2 separate regions of the Pan troglodytes genome follow, and region 1 is linked to region 2. The links are chromatin contacts, called in public capture Hi-C maps. All regions are on one chromosome and are shown on one strand. The core of a region is the stretch at or near the end of the contact, and the rest is flanking DNA. Distances in the headings are between cores, read along the strand shown. Region 1 has its middle 96 kb from the start of KCNJ15. Region 2 overlaps LOC747480 (Down syndrome critical region protein 8).

Region 1 (5,016 bases), core at 1,659-4,158, 180 kb after region 2:
AAATATGGTTCTTGAGAGGCTGCAATGAGATGATATACCTAAGAGAAAGCCCAGAGCCTGGCAGGCAGTAGCCAAGCGATGGTAGCAGTTATTATCCCTAGTGGAAATCCCAGCGCATGAACACTCTTGGATTGTTGTTTGTTTCACAGCTCGAGTCTCTGGAACTGGAGGAATCCCTTCCAGTTACCTCCTGTTCTTGCTTTTCGGATGCCGGGGGCCTCTCTTGCCAGAACAGCGGTCATGAGCCATGAGGGCAGTTTCTACACATCTTCCTAGACAGGATGGCTTGGCTCATGATCTGGAAGATGTTTTGCCACTGTTCAGCCACAAGAATGGTTGTCATTTGCTCCCTTGCTTGTAAAGGAAGGCTCGTCTATGGCATTTGCTTAGTGAGAGCAGCAGTTTAGAGGATAAGGAAAGAAGTTTGTTTGAAGAGAGTCTCAGAAAGTGAAAGGTAATTGTTTTACACAGATGATGGATGAAGCGACTCCTTTTGCAATAAGCCCTTATCTTTCCTTAAAGCTTGTTCCAAGGGGGAAAGGCTATCACCTGGCCTACTGTGATTCTTGGAGTCTCCTCTGGCAAAAGAGGTGGCAGTTGTGGCTTGCCTCCATTTCGTTTTCTTTGCTGAGACCTCCAGAAAGTCAACCTGCCTCAGAAGGTGCAGGTCCCATGGGTTGTGGCCCCTCACGGGATGGTTACAAGGCAGGCAACTGAGTCACACATTTCGTTGCTTCCCAGGACACTGGAGACTTCTCACCTTGAGGGTGGGAGAGGGTGGGAGAGGTCTGACGGTTTGAAGGAAAGAGGGATTCCTAGACACTGCAGGTCTTGGTAGGGAAAATGTCTTTGTTTATGAAGCCTTGGGGAGCACAATCATGAGTGATTTGGGGAAGGATTTCCTGGGGAATGGAGACTCTGTGAAACAGACAGGTCTCGCCTCATTTCTCTCTAGTCCCTGGCAGCAGCTGCTCACAGGAAAGAGTGCAGGGTCTTTGCTAAGATTCACTGAGGTTCCAGCACTGCATAGAAACAAGTAGCTAAGTGTCCCAGTAATTGTCACCATCTGTACCTAAGAGAAAGGAAAACCTCACGTGTGACCATCTTTTTTTTTTAAGCAATCATTTCTTGAGAGAATAAAGCAGAAAAACCTGAACTTATCCTTTTGCTTGTACTAGGAGAAAGAGAAAACGCAACAAAACACACACCTGACCCCTAGCTAACCTTTCTCAGGATGGGGATGGGAGGGTCCTGTCTGGAATCTCAGAAGTTGGGGCTTCCTAAGGCACCCCTACACCCCCATTTCCTGGAATCGGCTAAAAGAAAATGGAAAACTAGCCGAGATATTTGACTGAGGTTTCTTAAGAAAACATATTCTTGGTTTGGGTTGTTTTCTGAGGGGAGGGTTGGAGCGATGTGGTTTAAGTAAGAAAATTGCTCATGAATACTGATGGAAATTATGACTCTCTTGACTGTTCCACATGTCTCTGGCTATAGTTACAGGAAGCAAAGAGGAACAGTGTTTGCGAATTACCTGGGGAACGCGGGCAGAGTGGACAACTGATCTAAAAGGCTGGAGCCAAGAAAACATCACTGCATCAGTGATCTGGGTAATTCCATGGCTGGAGCATGTGTTTAGTTACTTAAGTGGAAGGTGGGGACGATCTTATTTCGGGAGCCTGGCTGGACTCCAAGATGAAATAAGATAACCTACTTCATCTAATTTGTTGCCCACACTCCCTAGAGACTAACGCATCTCAGGTCTCTCTGACGTCTATCCTAGTGAATCTCAAAAGATTTATTTTCATACTCTTTTAATAAGGTCAGTCAACCAAAATCTAAACTACTTGACTTGACTTTGAAAATGGTTTTAGAATCACAGTTCATAGTATAAGAGCACAAACAGTTTCCATTATCTTTGAATAAATCCAATAAATAATATTCACAAATTCTAAGACACAGACAATTTTAGTTGTTTGACCAACAGAATCAGTTTTTCTCTGGTGTATCTTTGTGGTTACCCTTTATGATGTCACGTTTCTGCTATCAACTATCTATTCAGGGAAAGATAAACAGAGGGCAAACCGTATTTGTTCATATCTTTTGGGTTAAAGACACAAAAATTCTGCTTAATTGCCTTCATCAATCAGTAGAAGATCCTAAATTCCTGGGGATCATGGAGCTCAAATTGTTAGGGTGGGCCATGTGTACACAGTCATTCATTCAATAATTCATTCACTCTCTCAGCCAGTCAATAAGTGTTGCACATCTGCAAAGTGCCCAGCACTGGGCTAGGCTCTGGGCATTTCAAGATGAATAAGACCCCACTTCTGAATGATGTAAAGAGCTTTCCAGCTACACAGTGGCATTTGTAATGTCACAGGCAGTCCAAGGAGGGAGTGGTTACTTCACAGAAGTCACTAGAGAAAAAGAGTATTTATGCAGGGCCTACAAGGATGGGAAAGATTTTGGCAGGGAGAAACAGAGGGCTAAGGAGCTCTAGAAAGATGAGTTTCCAAGTATAAGCAAACTGAGGAAGCTGGAAATGAGGAAAATGGGGTGGTCACCATGGCTGAAGCTTGGGAAATGCAGAGCGGAGTGGTGGCAAATAAGCCACTGACAAATTGCCGAGTTTCTTCGGAAGCAACGAGTGGGGCTTTTCTCTGTAGTAGCTGGGAACCAAAGAAAATGTGTGCATGGAGGCAGAGGCAGTCAGGGATCTGATCGGAAAGTTCAGTGTGCTGTCAGGTGAGGAATGCATTACACAGGTGGGTTGGAAATACTGGGATAGGAGGCAAGAGATACAGACTTGAGCAAATGCCTGAGAGGGAAGCAGTAGGTTGCTGAGCAGGGCATTGCCGAGGGCAAGAGGAGAAGGAGGTGGCTGTGCAGAGGGGGCAGGCCACCCATCTGGACTCTGTCCTGGCCCCACTCTTGGCAGCTATGGGACCAGGTTTAAGTGGCCTCCAGTTCCTCTGGAGAGAGAGAAGGACTGGGTACAGCAGCCCCTCCCCCAAGCCTATTGAGACATCTGTAGGGAAGAGAGTTCAGCTCACTGGAAAGGAGAAGCCTTCAAGGCTGGAGAGGGCTGTGGTGATGTGGTTATCTAACTTTGCTGTGGGTCAGAATTGCCTGGGCAGCATAGCAAGCGGTCCCATCCCTGGAAACTCAGACTGGGCTGCCTTTGTAGCTGCACCACACTTTGGAAAACCCTAATCTCACATCTGGGGTGTTTTCTGATTCTCTGTTTGGAGGATTCTGAAGCTCAGAGGGGCTGGGTGGGTCCAGCCTGAAAGGGGCACATCCCATCACCTCTCTCTCCTCCACCATTCACAGGGACGCCCAACACGATGCCCTCCGTGTCTTCATCTCTCCCTCTCCACCTCCTCAGTCCCTTTCCCTGGACTTCATGGGAGCCTGTTGAGCTCAAAAGATCCCCAAGAGCCAAGATGCAAGCCTGCAGATTTCAGGACAGCTGGTCCTGGCGCTGCTGGCTGCTCGCAAGGGCCGGGCCTCCTCATTGCTGTCACCAGCCCCCGTTGGGCCTCATCAGAGCAAGGCCAGGCTCGGCTGATGCACGGCGCTGTATTCCTTGACACCTCCATGGGGCTTGCTGCCCAGAACGTCCCAGGCTTGCTGGAAATGCTGAAGCTCAGGCTCACCTCAGACCCACGACTCAGAGTCTGTATCTTTTCCAGATCCTGGAGTGATCGCATGTGCACATATAAATCGGAGACGCTTTGGCTTCCATAGCCTCTGCTGGCTGTAACTAATCCTTCCTCACCCCATACTGAGGGAAAAGAAAGAAGGGAAGGGAGGGAAAGGAAGGGAAGAGAAAGGAGAAGGAAGGACAGGGGGAGAGAGAGAGAGAGAAAGGGAAGGAAGGAAGGAAAGGAAAGAAGGAAGGAAGGGAGGAAGGGAGGGAAGGAGAAAGAGAAAGGAAGGAAGAACAGGAGGTTAGGAGAGAGGAATGAAAGAAAGAGAATGAGAGAGGGACAGAGGGAGGGAGAGAGAATGATTCTGTGAGTCTCTTAACTCTGGTCCTCCTGTTACACATCTTTTCTTCTACTTTTCCTTTGTTTCACACTTAAGCTTTGAAGATGTAAAGTAGGACCAGAGGGTGGGAAATTCAAGAACCTTGAAATAAAAGACCTTTCTGTTTGCCTTTCATTTCCTAAAAAGGAAGTCCTCACTGACTGTTCCTGTAAGGGATATTAAGCTGTGTGGATTATGAGTGATTCGTCACACAGCAATTTGGAGCAGGAAGCACACGAAACCCTAGAGCTAGCCTGCACGCAACTAATTGAAGCCCTCAATTAATCGGATTGGCTTCCACCTTCAGGAGAAAAGCAAATACTAAGAAAACAAATTAGCACCTGGAATTTAACAACTTCCCTTTTTTGGTGTGGGGGCGCATTATATTCAGAGTACATGATAACTGATGGCTCGTCTCATAGGCACAGACATCTTTACAGTCCTCTAAGGCAGAGTGGTGTGGTGGAAACGGAGTTGGCAGAGGCATCAGATCTGCCCGGGTTTCCATCCCAGCTCCAGCATGCATGGGCCGTGTCGCTTGGCAAGCAGTCTCACCACTCAGAGCCTTGATTTCAGGATTAAAAAAATAATAACCTATTCAACAGAATCATGGTCGAGAAGATTAGGGGTTTGTGCAACTCCTCACCTGGTGGATACTCAACCGGAATGAGTTCTCTTTCTCAGTTCCTGCCTACAGATCTATAGACACTTAGCTTTAAAAGCTTTGATTATGGCCAGTTGCCTGGTCTACCTAATACCGGCAGAGGAGTGTATTTTCCCTACTATGGTGGAACAGAGGTAAAGGTTTTCCAAGTTTGAAGCAATCATACAAACAAAATAGGAGCCCAAAGACTTCTGCGGAGCTTTGGAATGAGAGGTGCCCATTTTGGTTTCAGAAACGCCAGCGCCATCTCTTGGAGGAGCATGAAATTGTTTCCTTGGGCTGAAGAAGCATCCATGGGCCCCAGGTAGGTTCAGTTG
Region 2 (5,050 bases), core at 233-2,732:
AATGAGAGCTAAACATTGGGTACCCATTGATATAATGACAGGAAGAACAGACACTGGGGACTCCAAACATGGGGAGGGAGGGAGGAGAGTAAGGACTGATAAACTACCAATTGAGTACTATGTTTACTCCTTGGGTGACATGTTCAATTGAAGCCAAAACCTTAACATCATATCCATATAACAAATCTACACATGTACCCCCAGAACTAATATTTAAAAAAAAATAAGAAACATTTCCTCCCAGAGACAGTGTCCTAATGTGGTTTTATCAGAGTCGGTTCTTCCTGATGGGAGATAATAAATAATGGCATCTTATCCAGAAGACTTCATCAAGTACCTGAAGTTTACTGTGGGAACATCTGGGCTGTAGCCCCTCTTTCCAAGGAGCTCTGGGATCAACTTCTGATACTGAGAAGCGTGAAGTTCGAATTCAACTTTAGCCTTGTTATGCTTGTGTGTGCACTTTCACACTTATTGTTAAGGGATTCGTGAGTGGCTGAGGAGAGGAGACACAGAAGACTCCCTTTCTTTGTAATGTACAAAAAACCATAGAGAATCAGTAAATGCAGATGAATGGGAATATAAAGCACTTACTGTTCTTATGGTTCAAAGGTTTTAGAACAGGCACATCCACCTTTACTCAGCCACAACCAAGAAGACTGGAATTCAGAAGCACACTCGACCTCTAAGCCTGCCTTTCTCATCATGCTGTCTCACACTTCTCCCTGGATAAATAAAGGCGACCTGTGCCCTAGCATTGATAATGATGCTGGGGACAAAGTCAAGCTCCGACAGTGTTGGGACAGTCTCTGGAGTCTGCCTGGGCCCTGGCGCCTGAAATGGCCTGGCTGGTCCTTAGGCCGGGCCACCTTGCCTGCCTGTTTTCTGGTTTCTTTCCCTCCTGGGCCATCTGTTTTTCACCTGCCTGATGGCTGCAGTCTGCTTTCCATCTGGTCATCGTTCCAAAAACATGGGAAGCAGAATATGACAAATGGTGATAAATGGAAAGAAAGGAGTCACAAAGGTTTCAGCATTGATCATCTACAGATTTACCAGCAATTATAAAATTTGGCTCCTTCTTATTCATTTTCATCTGCATGCCAAAAGCAATCGATTGTAGTAAAGACCCGCATTCTTTGTATATTTTACTTGCCAAGTCAGTTGGAGTCCAGATGGTGACACTGACCTTTGCAGAGTTCCTCATTCTTCCCAGGAAATGTACATTCGAGGAAAAGTCAAGCCTCTTACCACTTTAGTGGTACCATTAAGAGGGTGGTTGGGGAACCTGGATTATTTTAAATGCATACACACACACACACCAAGCCTGGAACATGCTGCTTGCTCTTATCATCAAGAGTGTTATAATTTTGGGCTGGCTGGAAAGCAAAAGCTCCAAGTTAGAAAGCAATCTGTTCCACCCCTGCCCCCTCACCCTCCCTGAAGCCAGACGGCTGTAGTGCAGCTTTCTCCTCTTCAGACACACACCGGGTTGGAGCCTGTTAAATTGCATCGGCACTGACTGGACCTCACAGAGGCCCATGTTCTGTGCCCCTCCGGGAACCCTCATTGGCTTTTGGATACTTTCCTTGCTACTCCGAGTTCGCCAAATGCTGTGATAGACCCTTGTAAGGTCACAAGAGTGCAGCAATGAGAGAAAAAAAAAAGAAGCCGTGATTCTAAAACTGAACCACACTCCTACATTATCAGGATTTTTCCATTTTCCAGTGAGAGTGGAATAGTGAAGACTTTCTGCCCTGGAGCCTGATTCCTTTCCATGGATCTTAACAACAGGGGGAAATAGTAGACCCTGCACCTGCAGGAGGAGGAGGGTCTGGGGAAAGACAAAGCTGGGATTAACCTCATGCTACTAGTTATAAAGAACGATTTGGAAGGATCAGTATCACCCAAATTAGCTATTTGCCAAACACTGAATATCTATCAACTGATAACCACCCTCTTATTATTGAAATAATTTTGTTTTCATAAATCCAGTTCTAATTCAAGAAGATGCCGTTTCATGTGAACTCCATCAGATTACAGCTCTCCAGGCACAAGGGGTCGCTGGCTAAGAATCAAAGCACATGTCCAGATTTCCTCCTTCTCACTTTTCTTCTTGGTTGCTTATAGATGCTAAATTCTCCTTCCTTCCTTCTCCATTCTGTGGCTTTAGGGATTTAGAAGAACAAGAGCTAAATCCTTACTTTGTGTCAGGGTCCGTAACAAAGGCTTCACACGTCTTAACATGTTGAGTCCTCAGAGCAAAGGCATGGAGAGGTATATACTATTATCATCCCCATTTTACATATGAGGACATCAGGGCACAGATAGGTTAACTTGCCCAAGGTCACAGGCTAGTATGTGTGGGTTTGAACCAAGGCCATGGAGCTCCAGGATTTGTGCTCCTAAACATGTTGCTGTGGTCCCCCTTAGAATGTAGAGCAAGAGTTCTCAGCTGGGGGTGATTTTGCATTTGGCAGGGGCCCTCTACTTTAGCACTGTCTGGAGACATTGTTGGTTGTCACAGGTGGAGAAGCACTCCTGGAATCTCGTGAGTGGAGGCCAGGCTGGAGATGCTGCTAAACATCCTCTAATGTACAGGGCAGCTCCCCTCAGCATAGAACTCTCCTCCCTCAACTGTCAATAATGCTGACATTGAAAAAAACCCTGATGAAAAGAAATCACCGGACACATACACAGAAATGTACACAGATGTGTAAATAGTAAATCAATCAATCTATCTCTATTGATCCACCTATCTAGCTAGCTACCTATGTCTTCCTCCTGCTCCCAGAAGACAGCTAAAAGGTTTACTCTTTTGAAAGGGCCTTTAAAGTATTCACTATTTTGAAAGCTTTTAATAGTAATTTTCATATAAGAGTTATAGAGCAAAGTGATTTACAAGTTATTGTTCCTTGAAAATATAGTGGTGTGTGTGTGTAGTAGGGGTGGCTCCCACTTTAGTTCCTGTGGACTTTCCCTTTGGCTGTGGAAAGTCCAGGTCATTCCCTAAGACCTTGTACCTGTGATTTTGTCTCCACTTGGCCTTTGAGAAAAAAGCTGGGCCAGGACAGGTCATCTGGCCAACGCCAAGTTCTCAGTCATTTTAATTCTAATTACATCCAGCTTATATTACACATTATGTTAATATCACACTCCATCATGTTATAGCAATATACATTATGTAATATATTAATAGACATTACCTATTCTGTTATTAGCACATGACATTAATACACCTTATATTAACACACATTAAATATTACATCAATACACATTACATGCTACATTGACAGCACATTACAAATTACATTAATAACACATTGCAAATTACACTAATGCATACTACATATCACAGTGATGCACACTACCTATCACATTAGTAACACCTTCCATATTACATGATTAACACATTACATCTTATATTTATACACATTATATATTACATTCATAATGCACTCGATATTACATAACACATTACATCCATAACATATTACATGTTATATGTGCATAATACATATTGCATACATATTAAATATTATATATATTATGTGTTACATGTTGCATTAATAACACATTCCATATAATGTAATTATATGGAATATATGATTAACACATTACACATTGCATTAATGCACATTACACATTATATTAATAAGTACATCCTGATGCCTGGTTGAAGGAAGCTCATTCTTTCTGGAGTCCCCAACTCTAATATTCCTGGTCACCTCCAGTCCTAGTTGTCACCTGCAGCTGATCTAGACAACGCTGGTTTCTCAAAGAGCTGACAGTTCCCCCAAGGGCAGCTCCCTCCCAGGCCAGCACAGGCCCCTTGGCTGCCTGGGAAGTTCTCCATGTTCTTCACCCCAGCATGCTTCACGGCCCACAGACATCCCCTTTGTGCTGTGCTTACCCAGTGGGGTCCTGGTCCTTTGGGGTCACCCCCACAGCTGCTCTACTACAGCCCACATGGCTGACCAGGGAGACAGGTGAAGCGATGTCAGTGCTTGACAACTCACACGGCCCAGTGAGCCATTCCTCAATGCTCATCAGCTCCCACAAGTAACAGGCTCTGGCTGAGTGAAGGAGATGGTGCAGGTGCAGGTCAAGACAGGGTCACTGCCCTTCTGGAGCTTGGGTCTAGCAGGAGAGTGGAGTAGAGGTAAGACTTTAATTAAAAGACCCATTGATAACTTGGAATTAATGGTGATGTGCTGTTATATCTAGCTGTGAGGAAAAAGATCATTTGGTTTCAGTTCTTAGACCTGGGTGCTGGGCTTGGGGAAGCTTGTCCAACTCCTCTTTCCCTCCAGGTGAGTTCTGTCTTGAGGCCTCTTTCATTTGTTCCCCCTGCTCTGTGGTTTCTAGGTGCATTGCCCATCCTTCAGAGAGCTCTGTGTGAATCCATAAAAGGTGCTTAAAGCTTTTCACTCCATGAAGCCTCATCTGTCTCATGAAAGCAATAAATGTAAGTGGACATTTGGGAGGAGATGTTTGCTTTGCATGCTCATAACTGGATGGCTCATTTGGATGGAGATTGCCTCAGACATCCATGTAAGTCCTCCATCCTAGTAGACAGCAAACTACTGCAGCACGAACCATATTACATTACTAACACACTACAAATTATACTGATACACACTACATATCACAATAATTCACATTACATATTACATTAGTAACATCCTCCATATTACATGATTAACTCATTACACCTTATATGAGCTGGTTTGTGCTGCTCCCTATGTAAGCACCCTCTGTAATTCCATCAGGATCTCAAAGGTCTGGAGCTCAGGTTCAGCCACAGTACCTGCAATGCAATGAAATTAATGGTATTATGATATAATGATATGATAATATTAATGCAGGCTGTTGTGCAGTACACCTACTAAGGTTCTGGGAAATAGAATCCACAAGACATGATATACACCTTATCCTTCCTTTTCCTCCAAAACACTGCCACGATCTGTCAACACCATCATTTAACAGATGTTGAAAGAAAGACTCTAAAAAATAACTTGCCCAAGGCCAGTCAGTGAGTTGGCTGCAAACT

Evidence for each region. Capture Hi-C pulls out chosen DNA fragments and counts their contacts.
Region 1: a capture Hi-C map of stem cell-derived neural stem cells shows a contact between it and region 2, with 4 times the contacts expected there. The contact joins two enhancer-like sites. A contact is called at or near these places in 5 of 7 Hi-C or Micro-C datasets (blood, induced pluripotent stem cells, a lymphoblastoid cell line and 1 more) and 1 of 1 other capture datasets (stem cell-derived neural stem cells).

Annotation. Positions count from the first base shown.
Region 1 is chr22:39,047,458-39,052,473 of NHGRI_mPanTro3-v2.0_pri, forward strand. No RefSeq gene overlaps it. Among named protein-coding and RNA genes, the nearest start is that of KCNJ15, 96 kb to the left of the region's middle. Within about 2 kb of position 2,909, at least 1 of the 24 cell types and tissues checked has an H3K27ac peak or open chromatin away from gene starts, as enhancers often do. A contact at or near this core is called in stem cell-derived neural stem cells, where this site is marked.
Region 2 is chr22:38,869,224-38,874,273 of NHGRI_mPanTro3-v2.0_pri, forward strand. LOC747480 (Down syndrome critical region protein 8) reads left to right here. Exons shown (of 6, transcript XM_003949171.5): 6 at 4,366-5,050. Among named protein-coding and RNA genes, the nearest start is that of KCNJ15, 82 kb to the right of the region's middle. Within about 2 kb of position 1,483, at least 1 of the 24 cell types and tissues checked has an H3K27ac peak or open chromatin away from gene starts, as enhancers often do. A contact at or near this core is called in stem cell-derived neural stem cells, where this site is marked.